Linked DNA regions of Rattus norvegicus: region 2 is linked to region 1. Evidence: chromatin contacts called from public Hi-C data. All regions are on one chromosome and are shown on one strand. The core of a region is the stretch at or near the end of the contact, and the rest is flanking DNA. Distances in the headings are between cores, read along the strand shown. Region 1 has its middle 350 kb from the start of Noct. Region 2 has its middle 120 kb from the start of Noct.

Region 1 (7,691 bases), core at 1,840-4,339:
AAGCAATACCAACACACATTGGGTGCTCCCTTCCTTGCAGATTTTTTTTTTTGTCCCATGTAGGCTTAAAAATGAATGTCCGTTCAGCTGTAATCCTTACGATTTATCTCGTGTGTATTGGAAATACACGGACGAGGTTGGATAGGATGAAGTGTTTACCCTTTAACCACCCTTTAAAGGTCACGTGGAGAACAGAACTGATTTTAAATGAGTTTCCCACACAGAGCAATGAAGATGAGAGAGAAAGTGGGTTTCAAGATGACAGGAGCCAGACACAACTGGAAGAGAGCTGGCCAAGATATTAGCTGATTCAGGAAAGTTCTAATCCTACCTTTGAGAGGACACTTGGTTTGATTTATATTTATGTAGTTCACTAATACAAAACAAAACACAACAAAACAAAAGTCCCCCAAACCCACCAGTCTTCCAAACCATTTTGTCACTAAGTTTGCAATTTGTGTCTCTTTGCGGTAGGCAGGTCCTCAAAGCCAAGAGCCGGTGTCTCCCAGGTAAATTCCCTTTCCCGGACTCTTTGCTGTCAGTGGGTGGTGGTGACTAAGAGCCCACTTTCAGAGATATATTGAAATTCTATATCAAGCTAAAGGATGCCCTGTGATATTCAATTTCTCTTCCAGAACAAACAGACTTGACATGGTTCAAGTATCTGTCCCCTGAATAAAACAAAAAGCCCTTCAGCTAGAGTCACCCATGCTTCTAGGCCTTCCCTGCAGTGGTTCTTAGATTTTCTTGATGGCTGGGCAGGTTTTCATTTCCATGGTAGTCTGTTATTAAGTCAAGGATGCGGGGTGGGGAGGTTCCAGGGATCCCAGCTTGGAGAAGCAGGGCACCACCTTTCTGTGTACAGGTATGAAACTTTTCCACGGCTGTTTCTCTCTTTCGCTTTTTGGCACATCCCGCTGGTGAGTGCTGGCAGAGTGGATGGGTAGCACAGAAACAGACCCTCTGTCAACATTGTGCAGTTTCCTTCAGGCAAAACACAACCTTTTCCATCTCCTGCAAAGGAAGTAGAACCTGCTGGGCCTGGCACGGCTTAACCATGCTAGCCCGGGTACGGACAGTCGCACTGCAGCTGGGCTTGGCAAGGCCAGAGGACACTCCATATCCACCATGGCCTGGAACAGGACCCAGCGACAAGTGGTTGTAGATGAACGGTAGAGGCAGACAATGGCTGCCTAAGAAAGGGAGGGAGCAGGAGGAGTGGCTGAGACCAGCAGGTAGTTCTGGGAACAACAAAAGGGAGTATCAGTCAGTTTGAATTTTCTCCTCTCCTTCCCCCTTCTCTTCCCTGGTTCCCTTTTCTTCATTCATCTCCCCTCCCCTTCCCTTCCTCCTCCCCTTTCCCTTCCCCTCCCCTCCCCCTCTGCCTTTTTTATTTCTCAGTCTCCCATCCTGGTTCTCTTTGGTTAGGTCCCTTTCTTTCAAGGGAAAAAGAATGCTCTGCAGGTATCTGCAGGCTCTCCTCAGATCCGGCGAATGTCACCACAGAATGAGTTGGTTGATATTTTGTACTTATGGACTTTCAGAAGTATTATCATTGGGGCTGCAAATTCATTAATAATTATCACCAGCAATTACCAAGAGGTGGTGAGGACTTTTGTTGATGGTTATCAGTGTTTACTGGTTGGACCCTTGGGCTGCCAGGCAATATCTTTTTAATTTGATAGAATCAGAGGAAAGTAATGATTGTGTACACGAGTATGCGTGCATGTGTGCATGTGCGAATGCATGTATATGTGTGTGTGTAGTTATTCTGCAGCCTTGTGATATTTGAAAAATCTCAGAATAACAGTATCTTCTTAATGGAGATTAAGAATCTTATTAAACATTACTCAGTGGTTTTTAAAGTTTTGGGTGCAGTAAGTCATGGCGACCTTGGTAAAAGCACAGAACTTCTAAGTCCTATATTCAGAGCTTAGCACTCGGTAGCTCTCTGGATGACCCCCCTCAAAAGTGCACTTCCACATGTTCTCATGTTGTTAATACATCAGGGATGGGTTGGTGGCTGGACCCAGATTGGTGGTGAAGCAAACTGCCCTGTGAGCTCTCCACTTGTCCTGCAGCACAGTGCTTCCCGTTCAGTGCTTGTCTCTAGCCCGGGAGTTTTGTTTTCACGTAACCCGGGAAGGAGCCGTTCCACATCTCAGTGTTTCACCTGCATTGCTATTTTCAGAGCGTTGGGTTTCAGTTTATTCCCCGGTACGAGAATCGAAGGATGAACTGAAATCAAATACATTTGTCTGGGAGTGGGATGTCTGTCAGGCATTGATCTCCTTGAGCTGGCGCTCTCAGTGAACGCCTCCCCAGTGAGAATCCCAGTCAGGATTCGAAAGGTTACACGGAATAGGCCTGATTTCTGAGCTTCTCTGGGGAGATCACTTAATTCATAAAGCAAAAAGTGGAGAAAGCCGCCACATACCCACCACTCACCCTCGTTAAATAACCAGCGCACGGTTCCTGTTAGAGAAGAAAATAACGTGTTGATTAGCGTGTAAGCCAGAAAATACCCCCGAGCGGTGAATCTTTAAAGATGAAATAGTTGCACTTTGGAAGATGGAAAAATGGCAAAATGAAATCCGGGCTTTGCGATGGCTGGGTTTCTGCGTGCGCGCTTATGGCATTCAGCCACGAGGGGGCAGCATTGCACTTTGGTTGAAAAACGGTCTGCCAGAAAGGCAGCCCTTTAAAGGAACATAACATCTACGTGAGCAAAGCTAAAAACCAGAACATTAGCAAGCACCAGAAAACCAACAACACAGAACCCAACTGTCTTTGTTATAATGTGCCGTCTTCGCTTCTCCTGTGTACGGAATTTAATATTGTAGTATTAAGACTTTCTGGGCCATATCACGTCAGTTCATAAATACATGCTTAGGGGTGATGGTGGGTACGCAGTGAGATTATTTTTTCTACCTTCCGCTTTTGTTTGCCTTGCCTTTCTCAGCTTACCATCCTTGCTGCCAAAGACCTGCTCTCCTACACTCCTTCCTCCAAGGCAGAGCTCAGACCTTCGGTGGACGGCCCCTTGGTGTGGCCAGTGATTTTGTGGAGTTGAGTGGAAGCTGGCTGAGCTTGGCTAGAAAGTTACTCTTTTCCTTTTTGTACAAAACTAGGTTTTTAATTTTCATGGTTCTGGCCCTTCCCTAGGGGTTGTAGTTAGGGATACACTTTCAGAGGAGTCAAACCATCGCTTTGCAGGGAGTATTTGCGTCTTTGAAATGGACCTTTAAGTCACACTGAGGACAAATCCAGTTTAGGGGTGAAGTCCCTTGCTCAGATAGATTCAGGACAGTGAGTGCCTGGTGTTGAAGGTGCATTTGTTGAGTGAATGAGCCCCATTTCAACACTCACACCATGATCCCATGATCGATTGACACACCCTTCGCCCACCTTGGATTTTCTTGGATTAGTGACAAATGTGAGACCGCACACTTGCCCTTCTTCCTGTCTCTACCATTGTTCACTTTCTTTCTGGGTTTGCAGAGTCACCGTGACCAAGAGTTTCTTAGGGGAAAAAAAGTTATTTTTGTTCCTCTGATAACTGCATACAAATTTCCATACAATTACAGTGTTGATCCTGCCTTTGTGCCGGGATTTCACAAAGACCACGTTAAAGTTTCCCCTCTGCCTGGTGGTTTTACTACTTAGCTTCTTCCTCCCCACCCTTTTCTTCTCTTCTTGTTGGGAAACTTGACTTTGAGCAGGGGCAGAATCATGAACAGGGCAGGGAATAACAGGCAGCAGGAAGATTAATTACCCTCCTTGGAATCTAACTTGACTGGGCAAGGTGAGACAGTTCAATTATGTAATCATGTTGGCAGTCTTGGCTTCCCAGGCCCTGGGTGTTAGGACTACCCTTTTCCTGCATTTTAATTTGTATGAGGAACTCGCTCTGCTCCTTCTAACTCTCCAGTGAACCCTCAGGCCATGGGAAAAGAGCTGTCAGTTCTGGCAGGAGGTGCTCCAATCTCTGGCATCTCTGCACTCCGAGAGGGTTTCTGGGTAGAGTCTCAGAGTCTTGTTGGAAGCCATGGTCGGGCTGCCTGGCTGCGTCCCTTGGGTCATGTGGATTCTCTTTCTCTAACACCCAGCTTTTTAAGGCTTTCTCCTTTGCCTGGAGAAAGGCTCCCCATTGATGCTACAGGTCAGGGAGCCTCATTAGACGGGAATACATTAGAGGTGAGATGTGTAGCAGATCCTTCTATGATGATTGAGATGTTATCATCTGCTGTGTCCAACACGGTGGGCAGTGACCAAATGTGGCCATTAGCACCTGAACCGTGGCCAGTGCAATTAAGGAACAGAATTTTTAATTAGAATTAATGTAAAGTTCAACAGTTATCTATGGCCAATGGATGCTCTATTGGCCAGTGAAAGACTGGGCTGTAACCATAAAGTCCATGGGAGATGCCGTTCTCTCTCTCTCTCTCTCTCTCTCTCTCTCTCTCTCTCTCTCTCTCTCTCTCTGGCTTGATTGTTGTACTATCGTATAAAAGACTGCCCCATCACAATCTCAATTTTGCTAGTGTTAGCTTTTTTTTGACCACACCCTCTTGTTTTTCACTGCCTCTACCTACCCCCATATCAAAGATACACCTTAGTCATGAATTACCTTACAAGAAGGGACAGCAGAATGGAGTTTTCACATTCTGCTATGAGTCCTTATCTCTTGGGTTGGTCAATGACTGGAATCCTAGTGAAAGGCACACTGTCCCCAAATGCAATGTTAGGTAGACCAGTTATCTTGGGGAAGGACTGGGTCATCTGCTGTGGTGTTGCCACTAACGCAGCACCCCATTGCCTGGCTGTCCTTGGCACAGGGTTTCAAAGTTGTTTGGAGACTTGTGGCACAGATTAGACCAGGTGAGAGTTTTCCTTTGACAACAAGCTCTTGCAAAAAATGACCTTATAAAACAAATTATGCCCTAAACTATGCACAAGTAAAAATAAACATAGGTGCTAGGAGCATAGTTAATTGGGTAAGCACTCAAGTTTGATTCCCAGAACTCAGGAGAAGGAGAAAGTGGGTGATGGCGGCACATCCTTGTAACCCCAATTCTGGAGAGTCCGAGCAGCTCCCTGACCCACATATGTACGTGTGCACGCACACATACTCACATGCATACACACACATGTGCACACACATTCACATGCATATAACACACTCACATGCACACACATTCACATGCACACACATATGCACACATACTCATATGCACACACATGCATACAACACACTCACATGCACACACATTCACATGCACACACATGCACATACATACACTCACATGCTCACACACATGTACATACATACGCACACTCACATGCACATACATGCACACACACATGCACACACACACGCACACACACTCACATGCACGCACACACTCAAATGTACACACACACACACACATGCACACATGCACGCACGCACACAGCAGGTATAGGACATGAAAGACAACAGGACTTAGGATGAAAGACGGAACTATCACATTCTCCCATTCTAACGAGGGAGAAATGCTAACTACCCCTCATTTCCCATACTCAAGCTTTCTTCATTCTCTGACTGCTGCCATCACTCACACTCCTGGCCCTGGGCTCTGCAGATCTCAGTTGCTAAAATTCCACAAACAAGAGGCGAGAACAGCAGCAGAAACCTCAAGTCTGTAAAAATCTCTCTCTGGCTCCTGTGGTTTACCGTGCTAGTTAATTTGAGCTGTCCCAGTGAGCGCCCAGAGTGACAGAAACAACAGCCAATCTGCTGTTGTACAAGCCAGTGCATACAGCCTGTTTGCTAACGCCTTGGAAAATGTCTGCAGAAATGCAGCTCACAGGGACGCTTCTTTAAATTAAGCCGGGTTTGTAAAGAGCCCGTTTACTGTCTGATGCAGCACTGACTCCCGTGGCAGAGCGGAATTTGAGGCTAGATGCCAGTGAGTAGAAAACAGCTTGGGTACCAAACGGTGAGCCTGAGTGGCAGGAAAAAGACTGTTAGAACACAAGGCTTCTTCCTGGGATCTAAGGGACAGGAAAAATCCAGAAGGATGAGTCTTGAGACAGTGCACAGATTGGTTGTCCAGGAAGGCTGGTATGCCGAGGATGAAGGATGAGAGAGACCAGAAACAAGAAGGGAGGGGAATCCTATTTTACTGTTTGATTTCCTGAAGGTTGAAAGCAAGTCACTGAACCAGATGACCAGACAGTACTGAGTCCTACCTACTACTTCCCTGCTCCATGCTGAGCTTCAATTCTATAAATAAAACATTAGCAAGCAAACAAGCAAAGCCTACACTCACATGTTCCTCCCATTAGGAGAAGTGTTTGCCAGTCACGAGAGGAACGGTTTAGACTCACTAGTACAATCGCCTTCACGTTTCTTGCAGAAAAATTAAAATGCAACAACAAGGTGGTTCTCTTCATATCCTTGCCTCTGACCTGGCCTCCCATCCCAAGGCAACCTCTTCCCATTTTCTCTGGAGACAGAGAGATCATGGCTGGCTGACATCTAATTGCAAAGCTTGTTATACATGTCAGGGACCGTTTTAGGCACGCTTTTCTAGAGGAACGGAGCTAAAAGAACGTAGCTTTGTTATTACAGTAGATTTGTTAGATTGGCTCATGGTGTACGGTTCGGCGAGAAGTCCAACGATGGCCGTCGGCCATCCTTGGCTGCCTGCTGGGAGGTGCCTGCGTGGAGGGCAGGTGTGCCTGCTTCAGTTAATATCCTTCTGGAAACTTCCTCACAGCCCCACAGGCATGCTTTAGCTTCAGGTTGGTAACCAGAACGAACGCTCACAGAGACTCTCCCTTTGATGGACTCTAGAATCAACTTAAGAGCACAGCCCTTAGGGACAGAGCACTGCTTCGGATTCTTAAGGGAGGGCAATAAGAAGCCCAGGGAGAGGCACAAAAACGTTAAAATGTTAGGGTTCAGACCAAGTCATCCAGTAGACTGGGATCTGCTAGTTAAAAACTTCCCCCAAACACAGTTTATAGACTATCTTCTATCTACTCAGTTGGAAATTAAAAGTTAAAGAGTTACAGGGTGCTTGTGTCTTGCCATGAGTGATTAGGTAGTAAAACTTTCATATATATATATACTTCCAAAATATGAATATGCCTGAGAATTGGTTCAGTTGGGAAGTATATTTAAGCCCCAAGTCCCTCTATGCTGGAGTCTACTTGTGCATTCTATCCTTTCTCCTAAGCGGGAGGCTATTGTAGGAGTCAGAGGGAGGAATTAAAGCGTAAGCCACCAGACAGAGGCTTACTCACGTATGAGTGTGATGTGGGGGAATTCCTCTCCAAACCTCAATTTCTCTCACATGGGAAGTAGCTACAAATATTGCTCCTCACGGAGTTGTAACTATTAAACGAAACAAGGCATAAAATGTGCTCAGCAGAATTGCGCTCAGTGCGCATGACCGTCCTTCCGAAGGCTTTCTCTTGTCGCGGAGCAGAGAACCATCCGCCCTCCGCAACGCTCACGTGTTTTCTGTGTCTGCTGCTATGTGTCGTAGTAATAGTTCTTAGTAATGTACAGGTTTGTAAGCTCTAGCCATCTTGTATATTTTCTGGTGTTGCGGGCACAATTTGTAGGAGGGTCAGCAGTGCCGTATTTCAGGGCTGAGGTGGATGTCTGTGGGTCAGCACGGCTCTTGGAACCTGCCAAT
Region 2 (7,691 bases), core at 2,527-5,026, 230 kb before region 1:
CAGGACCTGGAGGGTCATTTTCCCCCATGTGTTTTCTAATGGTTTGGCAAAGCTGCTTCTCAAACATCTGCATTAACCCTCCCCCACCACAGGTGTGTGCCTCATGCAGTCATCAAGTGACTAAGTCTGCGGACTGCAATCACTCTGTGGCCTGGATGTTCGCAGGCCAGCTCTCGGGACCCACTTTGGTCCATGACTCACTTTGGGGCCATTAAAAGTATGGCATCTGGGGCTCATGGCCTTGGAAAGTGGTGACATTGTCTCTTTTCTAGCACAGCCCCTGAATGCCAACCTGCTATTCATTTAGCTCTTGCACATCCCGCTTCTGCTTCACAGACGAGAAAAAAACGAGGCACTGAGTAGTGAGAGATTAGATCCCGAGTGAGTCGGTCTCCATCTTGGAGCTGAAGAGGACGGACGAACATTGCTTCTCGTTCTGAAATGGGCTGATTCTATGAAATCACTTCTTCCAAATTTATACAGACTGCTGATGAGAGCTCTGCCTCTCTAATTTCTGTGGGATGTGAAGGGTTTTCTAGCAATCTGCAGGCTGAGCTGAATGCCTCTTTGTGCTTTCCAGTGTGTCTAAAATAAAATCTGTGGAATTGTAGGAAGGAGGGGAAAAAAACCCTTCTGAAAAAGTCTCTGTGAAAGGAAAGTGCCTTCCTCATAGCCTCTGCTCCACAAAGGGAAAAAGATCTTGACATTTTCCCAGGAGTGAATGAGCAGGTGCAGCAATTGTAAAAGGTAATGGCAGGGTTTCCCAAGAGCTCGGGGGGCAAGGACAGGATCGAGACTGAACTCCTCAATGAGCTTTTCAGGGGAGGATGCATGGGCTGCAGTCTTGGATGCCATTATACCTCGTAGGTGAGGAACAAAGGGCTGATTTAGTGGGTCTCTTGCTCCATTCCCTTTCAGTGGTCTGAAGACCTGGTCTGCTATGGATCTAAGTACCAATGTGCACAATGTGCATATGCAGGCATGTATGAGTGTATCTGTCTGCTGTCTGTCTATCTATCTATCTATCTATCTATCTATCTATCTATCTATCTATCTATCATCTGTCTGTCTAATTTATCATCTATCTATCATCAATCTATTATCATCTGTATCATATGCATGTATATATCATCTTTCAATAATCTCATCTATATCTATCTATCATTTACATATCATCTACCTTATCATTTATATTTTTGTCATTTAATTATCTATCCATCTATTTATATCATCTATCTACCTATCTACATATCTACAAGTCGTCTACACATCTTCTATTTCTAAGTTTTCTATCATCTATACTCGTCTTTCTCTTTATTGACCTGTCAATCAAAACTTACCTCCCCTCCACCCAAGCATCTGTTCGCTCCTCTGTCTTTTTATTTTACTTGCTTGTTCTCTCTGCCTCTTCTCATTTCCGTCTTGCTGGGCTGAAACTGCTTGTCTTCCTGGGAATGATGAATAATGAATCAGTGTTTCCCCACCTGTGGTCTGTCAATCTTCCTCCTGAGTGGACTGTGAACTGTTAGCTTCATCAAATTAAAAATTCTGGTTCTGCCCTGGAAGATGAGACATTCATCTATAATGGTTCCTAAGGGTTTTCAGAAATTCCAAGAGAGTTGAACAGTACTGCTTGCAATGAGGGCCTCGTCTTCTGAAGGCCCTTGGGGGTTCTCGGTTGTGCTCCTCAAGGAGATGTCCTTAGGTACCTGTTGCATTCAATTTTCTTTGCCTCCTGAGCTGTGGGTGGTTTGGTAGCTGTAGAGTCCTACAACATTCTGAACATAGCATTTTATTAATAACGTGTTTTGATCATGTTCATCCCACACTCCTCCTAACTCCTCCCAGACCTATTCCAACTTCTGGTCCTCAGAAAAAAACAAAACAAAGAAACCGACCCTTTGAGTGCAGTTTGTGCAGCCCATAATGCTCATGGATGTGGTGTCTCCACTGGAGTGTAGCTCATCTTCCAGGAGCCACACCCTCTCGCAGAAGCCATTGACTGTCAATAGGTCCTTAGTCAGTGGTGGACCAGTGGACCTCTTCTCAGTGCATGCTAGAGCATTGACTGGCCTGGCCTTGTTTAAGTCTTGGTGAAGGCAATTGCAACTGCCATGGGTTTGCCAGTGTAAGGATCTCGTCATGCTCACAAGACACTGTTTTGCTTTGCTCCTTCCTGACCCCTGACTCAGAATCTTTTGTCTCATGTTCTGTGCTGGTCCCTGAGTCTGTGTCTCTGTGTCTGTCATCTGTCTGTCTGTCTGTCTGTCTGTCTCTGTGATAGATGTCCCATTTGTGCCTTTGATGAGTTGTGAACTTCTTCATTAACTGTTGTCCACTTCACAAATAAACTCCTCTGACGAGGCCTGGGAGCTGCAGTAATTATGGGCATGGAGATATGAGGTTAGAAGGCAGTTCGATAATCTATCCATTTAGCTAAACAATATCAATAGACCCAGCCCTGGTAGGAGTCACTTGGCAGTTCTCTTAACACTGTATCTTCTTAAGGAGTTTAAAGTTGGAGAAAGGAGACATGGCTGGTTTTGAAAGCAAACATACGCACTCAAGCACAGAAAGATTTTAGAGAGCAAGGCACCCCTGGCTCCCCCAGCTCCGTTTGTGCCCCAAGCCTTAGTAACAGCTAACCTTGAGAGCACTTAGTGCGCTCGGGAGAATTCTACATCTGGCAACATCTTCATTCTGACAGCAGCCCAGTGAGGCACGCCCTTTAGTAGTCCTGCTTTTCAGGACAGGGTGAAGAAAGGACCCTGGTTCTTCTGATGAGGAGGCATACATTCTGTCAGGAGATGAAATAGATGGGGATCATAGAAGTGAATATGCATCCCACCGACCTTTTACTTTCATATTCTCTACTATATTAGAACATAACTAAAAGTGGTTAAAACAGAGCAATAAGCATAACTATGGCAGAGAACCATGATTGCTGAACACACGGACTTTGGGTCGAAGGACGTGGTGGAGGTATGACCACACTCAGCCACTGGCCTGATCTTGAGAGCATCTCTGACACCCGTGGCTTGAACTTTGTATCCTGGATGTTCTGAACCTTGCAATGCCAACAACGCTTTCTCCTCATCTCCAACTCTCTTCCTCACAGATACAAAAGATTGAGGTACCATGGACTGTTCCCATCTGATCTTCCCCTTAAAGTTTAGGGCCGAAGTGTTAGCCAGCTCTTAGATATTGTATAAGAAGACAAAGAATGTCTAAGAAAAAGGGTTGATTTGCGGTCATGGTTTCCATCCATGACCATTTTGCTTTTGGCTTGTGGTCTCATACCGTACCATGGTGGGAACACATGATACAGAAGGTCAGGTTGCCTCACAGCAGCCTGGAAACAGGAAGGAGAGAGGACAGGGTCCTAATAGCACCTGCAAGGGTGTGCTCCCAGTGACCTAACTTCCTGCCACCAGGCCCCCCTTATAACTTACACCACCTCTCTGCAGTGCCACAGGTTTGGGACCTAGCATTCAAATGTGATTCTTAGAACGACATCAGCTAGAACAGAGTTTGGTAGAGAAGGAAGGGAAGTTCATAGATTAAGTCCCCGAGCCTCTGACCACTTTGTTCCTATCCCGTTGGCATGTGTAGGGCTGCAGAGGAAGGGAGGACACAGAGATGCTGCCTCTGTGAGGCCGGCAGGATCCAGGTCACATTCCACCAACCACGGAAGCTGCTGTCTGTTGTGTCCCTGGACAGTCCTAATAATGGCACTTTCATGCAGCCTACATCTGGCTTCTGTTTATAAGCCTTCAAGCCAGAGAGAGCATAGACGAGGAAGGCCCTAGTGGAGGATATTGGCATCAGGATCTAAATGTAGAAGTCATGTGGGGGTGGTTTTGCATATAGCCCTTCATGGTGCCGCTTGGGATCATGTAGGGCTCTTAGCATGGGGCATTTTCAGGCTTTCCTTGTGTATGTACAACACACACACACACACACACACACACACACACACACACACACACACACACACACCAGCTTGCTTCCAGTGGATGAGTAAGCAGGGGCAGCCATGAGATCCAGTTGCAGCTCTCTATGGGAGCCAGTGTGGAAATGTCATGTATCCAGGTCACTGTTTTCAGGCACAACAGTTCTGTGTGGGCCAACGCTGTTTACTGCCAAGTTCATTTAGAACTCTCTGAGCTTTCCCTGCCAGGGCCTCAATCTCTTCAAATTCCTAGAGGAAACCATTGGCGAGGCATGACAGACTTTGAGCACTAGATGGCAGTAAAGGTCCGTGAAACTTTTTTGGTGGCTCTGCGCTCTTTAATTCTCTGCCTTTAGAGGTGAAGAATCCTTGCGGAAGAGAAGAGACCTCGACCATAAATTCCACACGCAATAGCAGGTTCATAATGCACTGGAGTGACTGCATGCTGTATTTTTTCTCTCCGAGAAATAAAATTTCTCTTTCAATGGAGAAGGTTGTTCCTTTACATCTAACATGAGCTAATGTTAAATCTCTCTCTTAAGTAGCAGAGGACGGAGCCTTTAATGTGTGCACTGACCAAGACACCGGGCCTGTGTCTGCAGTGAGATGCAGATTGATGTCTTGAGGGACTGAGCCGGAGTAAGTCATATATTCTGCAGAGAGAGGGCTGTTTCTCCTCTTAATCATGGACATTTGACTTGTCAAAAAAATGTTTTCTCATTGATTGCCTGAGACAGAGTGTGCAGGCTAGAAAGACAAGTTTACCAAAAATCTCCTTCACTTGGAAGGGATGTTAAGGGGAAACCAGTGACTAATATCTTTCATTTAAAACACATTTGCCTGTTGGAGAGTGTGACAGTAACGTGTTGGTGGGACAGAATTACATTTATTTTTATTTTGCTCCTGCTTTTAAACTTCTTTCTTGTATTACCTGAGAAATAGGACTCATGAGCATTAAAATTAATGCTAAAATGAGCAAGCCTATAATACAAGCACCCAGGAGTCAGAGGCAAGAGGATTAGGAGTTCAAAGTCATTTCTGGCTATGTATTGAGATTGAGGACAGCCTGGACTGTATGAGCCCATGCCAAAAAAAAAAAAAAAAAAAAAAAAAAAAAAAGGGACCATTATCAGCAGAATCTATCTGTCCGTCCGTCCATCCATCCATCCATCCATCTGTCTATGTATATATGCCTGTATATATGGATGGATGGTATCATTCATTTATCTACCTCTCAGTTTATTCTCAGTATCAATCCTTTTATCAGTCATGTCATGCAATAAAAGCACTAAAATGTCCTCATTGCGATGTGCTTTTTGGCACCTGGTCGGTGAACTCTTTATCAATTGCAAAATGTGAGATTAGAAAAATAGAAAATCCGTCACAGAGCCCCTAGCATACCCTACACTTAATTCGCGACTGAGTCACGGTTCCTTCGACATGTCTGCCGCGGTGGCTCACAGCTGAGTCCTCGCAATGATTGCTTGGCAGTGGAGCAGGAGGGCAGGTGTCCTGCATGTCACCTCCACTCTGCCATGCCCGGCTCTTGGCATGCCGTCTGCGATGCCGTGGGGTCACTGCCTGCTTGGTGAGTGAATGGCATGGGCCTGGCTGCCAGCCTGGCATGTCAAGAACATGTTCATTTCCACGTTGTGGAGGTGTCGTATTCTGAAGCCTGCTTGTTCTGCGTGGATGCTTCCAAATGCAGAGAGATCTACCTAGAGGCCCCGAAGAGTTGTGATTGGAACAACTAGGATAATCACCGTCATACTTCATTCCCCAAATGGGGACAAATACAAATAGTGAGCTTTTCAAAGAAATCAAGACAAGCTGTTTGAAGAAGAATGTGGCCAGCAGTGTGTGTGTGTGTGTGTGTGTGTGTGTGTGTGTAGGTCCAAGGTTCGTATTATCTGTTTTTGGTTGCTCTTCACTTTACCTCTGGAGACATTGTTTCTCACTGAACTTGGAGCTCATCAACTGGTTAGACTGGCTGACCAGGAAGCCCTGGAGTCCTTCTGTCTATCTGTATCCTAGCACCAGGCTCATAGGAATATGCATCACACCTCATACACATATGTTCTAGGTATCCAGACTCAGGTCCTTGTGCTTCTACAGTAAGCAATTTACCCACTAGGCACATCTCCAGCTTGTGGCAAGTTACTTTTCATAATTTTTAATTTTTACAATTTATTAATAATTTTTGTTTTCTGTGTGTGAGTTGCTGTATCCTACCATGGCTCCAGGGATTTGAACCTAACTGGGATAGCAAAGGAATGAAGGAAAAACAGACAGCTGGGCACACAGGAAAGCTGGGGCAAGATGGACTGGGACCTCTGTTAGAGAGATCACAACATCCTAGAAGCTTAACACGTTTATTATATAGAGTTGAATAGAGAGCTGGGGTTACTGCATACAGAGGAACAAGAAACAGGTTTCCAGGTACAGATAAACAAGGATTCGTGGTCTACAACTGAATCAGGGAGGCAGGTTTAGCTAGCCTCGGTAGGAGCAGTCTCTGTGGGGAACAGTCTTTAGGTCATAACTCTCCAGAGGGAGAAAGCCGAGCTGGACATGTTGTGAACTCACTGTCATTACGAGCACTTGGTCCCTCGTGGAAGGCTTTGCCATCCTTCTGAGCCCAAGACTGTGAAGTCCTTGACAAGGCTGTGCCCATTCACTTAGGACTTCACTAACTCTGGGTTTTTACTGCTCCTAAAATGAGTATTTCATCTCCATGTATGTCTGGAGGAGATCAGAAGAGGCCACGAGATCCCCTGGAACTAGAGTGTCTGTGAGCTGTCAAGTAGGTGTTGAGAACCAAACACTGTCTTGTCTGAGAGTAGCAAGTGCTCTAACCTTCTCAACCATCTCTTCAGCCTCCTCCCCCACCCTCCTCCCCATCCTCCTCCTCCTCCCCATCCTCCTCCTCCTCCCCCATCCTCCTCCTCCTCCCCCATCCTCTTCCTCCTTCACCATCCTCCTCCTTCACCATCCTCCTCCTCCTTCACCATCCTCCTCCCCCACCCTCCTCCTTCACCATCCTCCACCTCCCCCCATCCTCCTCCTCCTCTTCCTCCCTCTTCCTCTTCCTCCTCCTCCTCCTCTTCCTCTTCCTCCTCCTCCTCCTGAAACTCACTTTGTAGACCAGACTGGCCTTGAACTCAGAGATCCATCTGCCTCTGCCTCTCTAGTGCTGGGACTAAAGGTGTGAGCTACCCCGGCTGGCTTTCAGCCTATTTCCTAATACCTGGCTTTTATTACTGTGTTATCTCAAGGAGGAAGCATTTACTTTGCTAATATTCTTGCTTGCCAGAATTTGATGGTGTTTTACCAGTTTCCATAATATTAAGTAGTGATTCCATATTTAGTTCATTTACAAAAGGGATGTCAGTACATCCTGGGCATGCCTTCCTATTTAGAGTCTGAGGTACACTGAGCAGTGACTCTCAATCAGGTAAGAGCAGTGTTTCCTCCTCGTTTCCAGAAATAGAATTTACAGGAAGCAGGTGATTCATCTGGTCTCTACCTGCACCACCCCCTCTTCTCCTCCCTCCCCCTTCAGTCCAGGGAACAAGTGTCTGTTTCTTCTAAATGAGATGACATGGATTCAAGTTTAGGGGAGATGCTTCTGCTCTCTAGGTACCTTAGAGGGGTCTTGTCTCAAAATGAAAACTAAGTAGAAGAGAGTAAAGGAAGGGTTCTGGGACTGGCTCTGTATCCCAACTTGGCAAAGAGAGAC

What was found. A called contact is a pair of places that touch in the nucleus more often than the background predicts.
Region 2: a Hi-C map of kidney shows a contact between it and region 1, with 6 times the contacts expected there. The contact joins two enhancer-like sites. A contact is called at or near these places in 6 of 12 Hi-C or Micro-C datasets (the A7r5 cell line, the Rat2 cell line, Schwann cells and 3 more).

What each region holds. Positions count from the first base shown.
Region 1 is chr2:137,065,184-137,072,874 of GRCr8, reverse strand. No RefSeq gene overlaps it. Among named protein-coding and RNA genes, the nearest start is that of Noct, 350 kb to the left of the region's middle. Within about 2 kb of position 3,089, at least 8 of the 93 cell types and tissues checked have an H3K27ac peak or open chromatin away from gene starts, as enhancers often do.
Region 2 is chr2:137,297,891-137,305,581 of GRCr8, reverse strand. No RefSeq gene overlaps it. Among named protein-coding and RNA genes, the nearest start is that of Noct, 120 kb to the left of the region's middle. Within about 2 kb of position 3,776, at least 18 of the 93 cell types and tissues checked have an H3K27ac peak or open chromatin away from gene starts, as enhancers often do.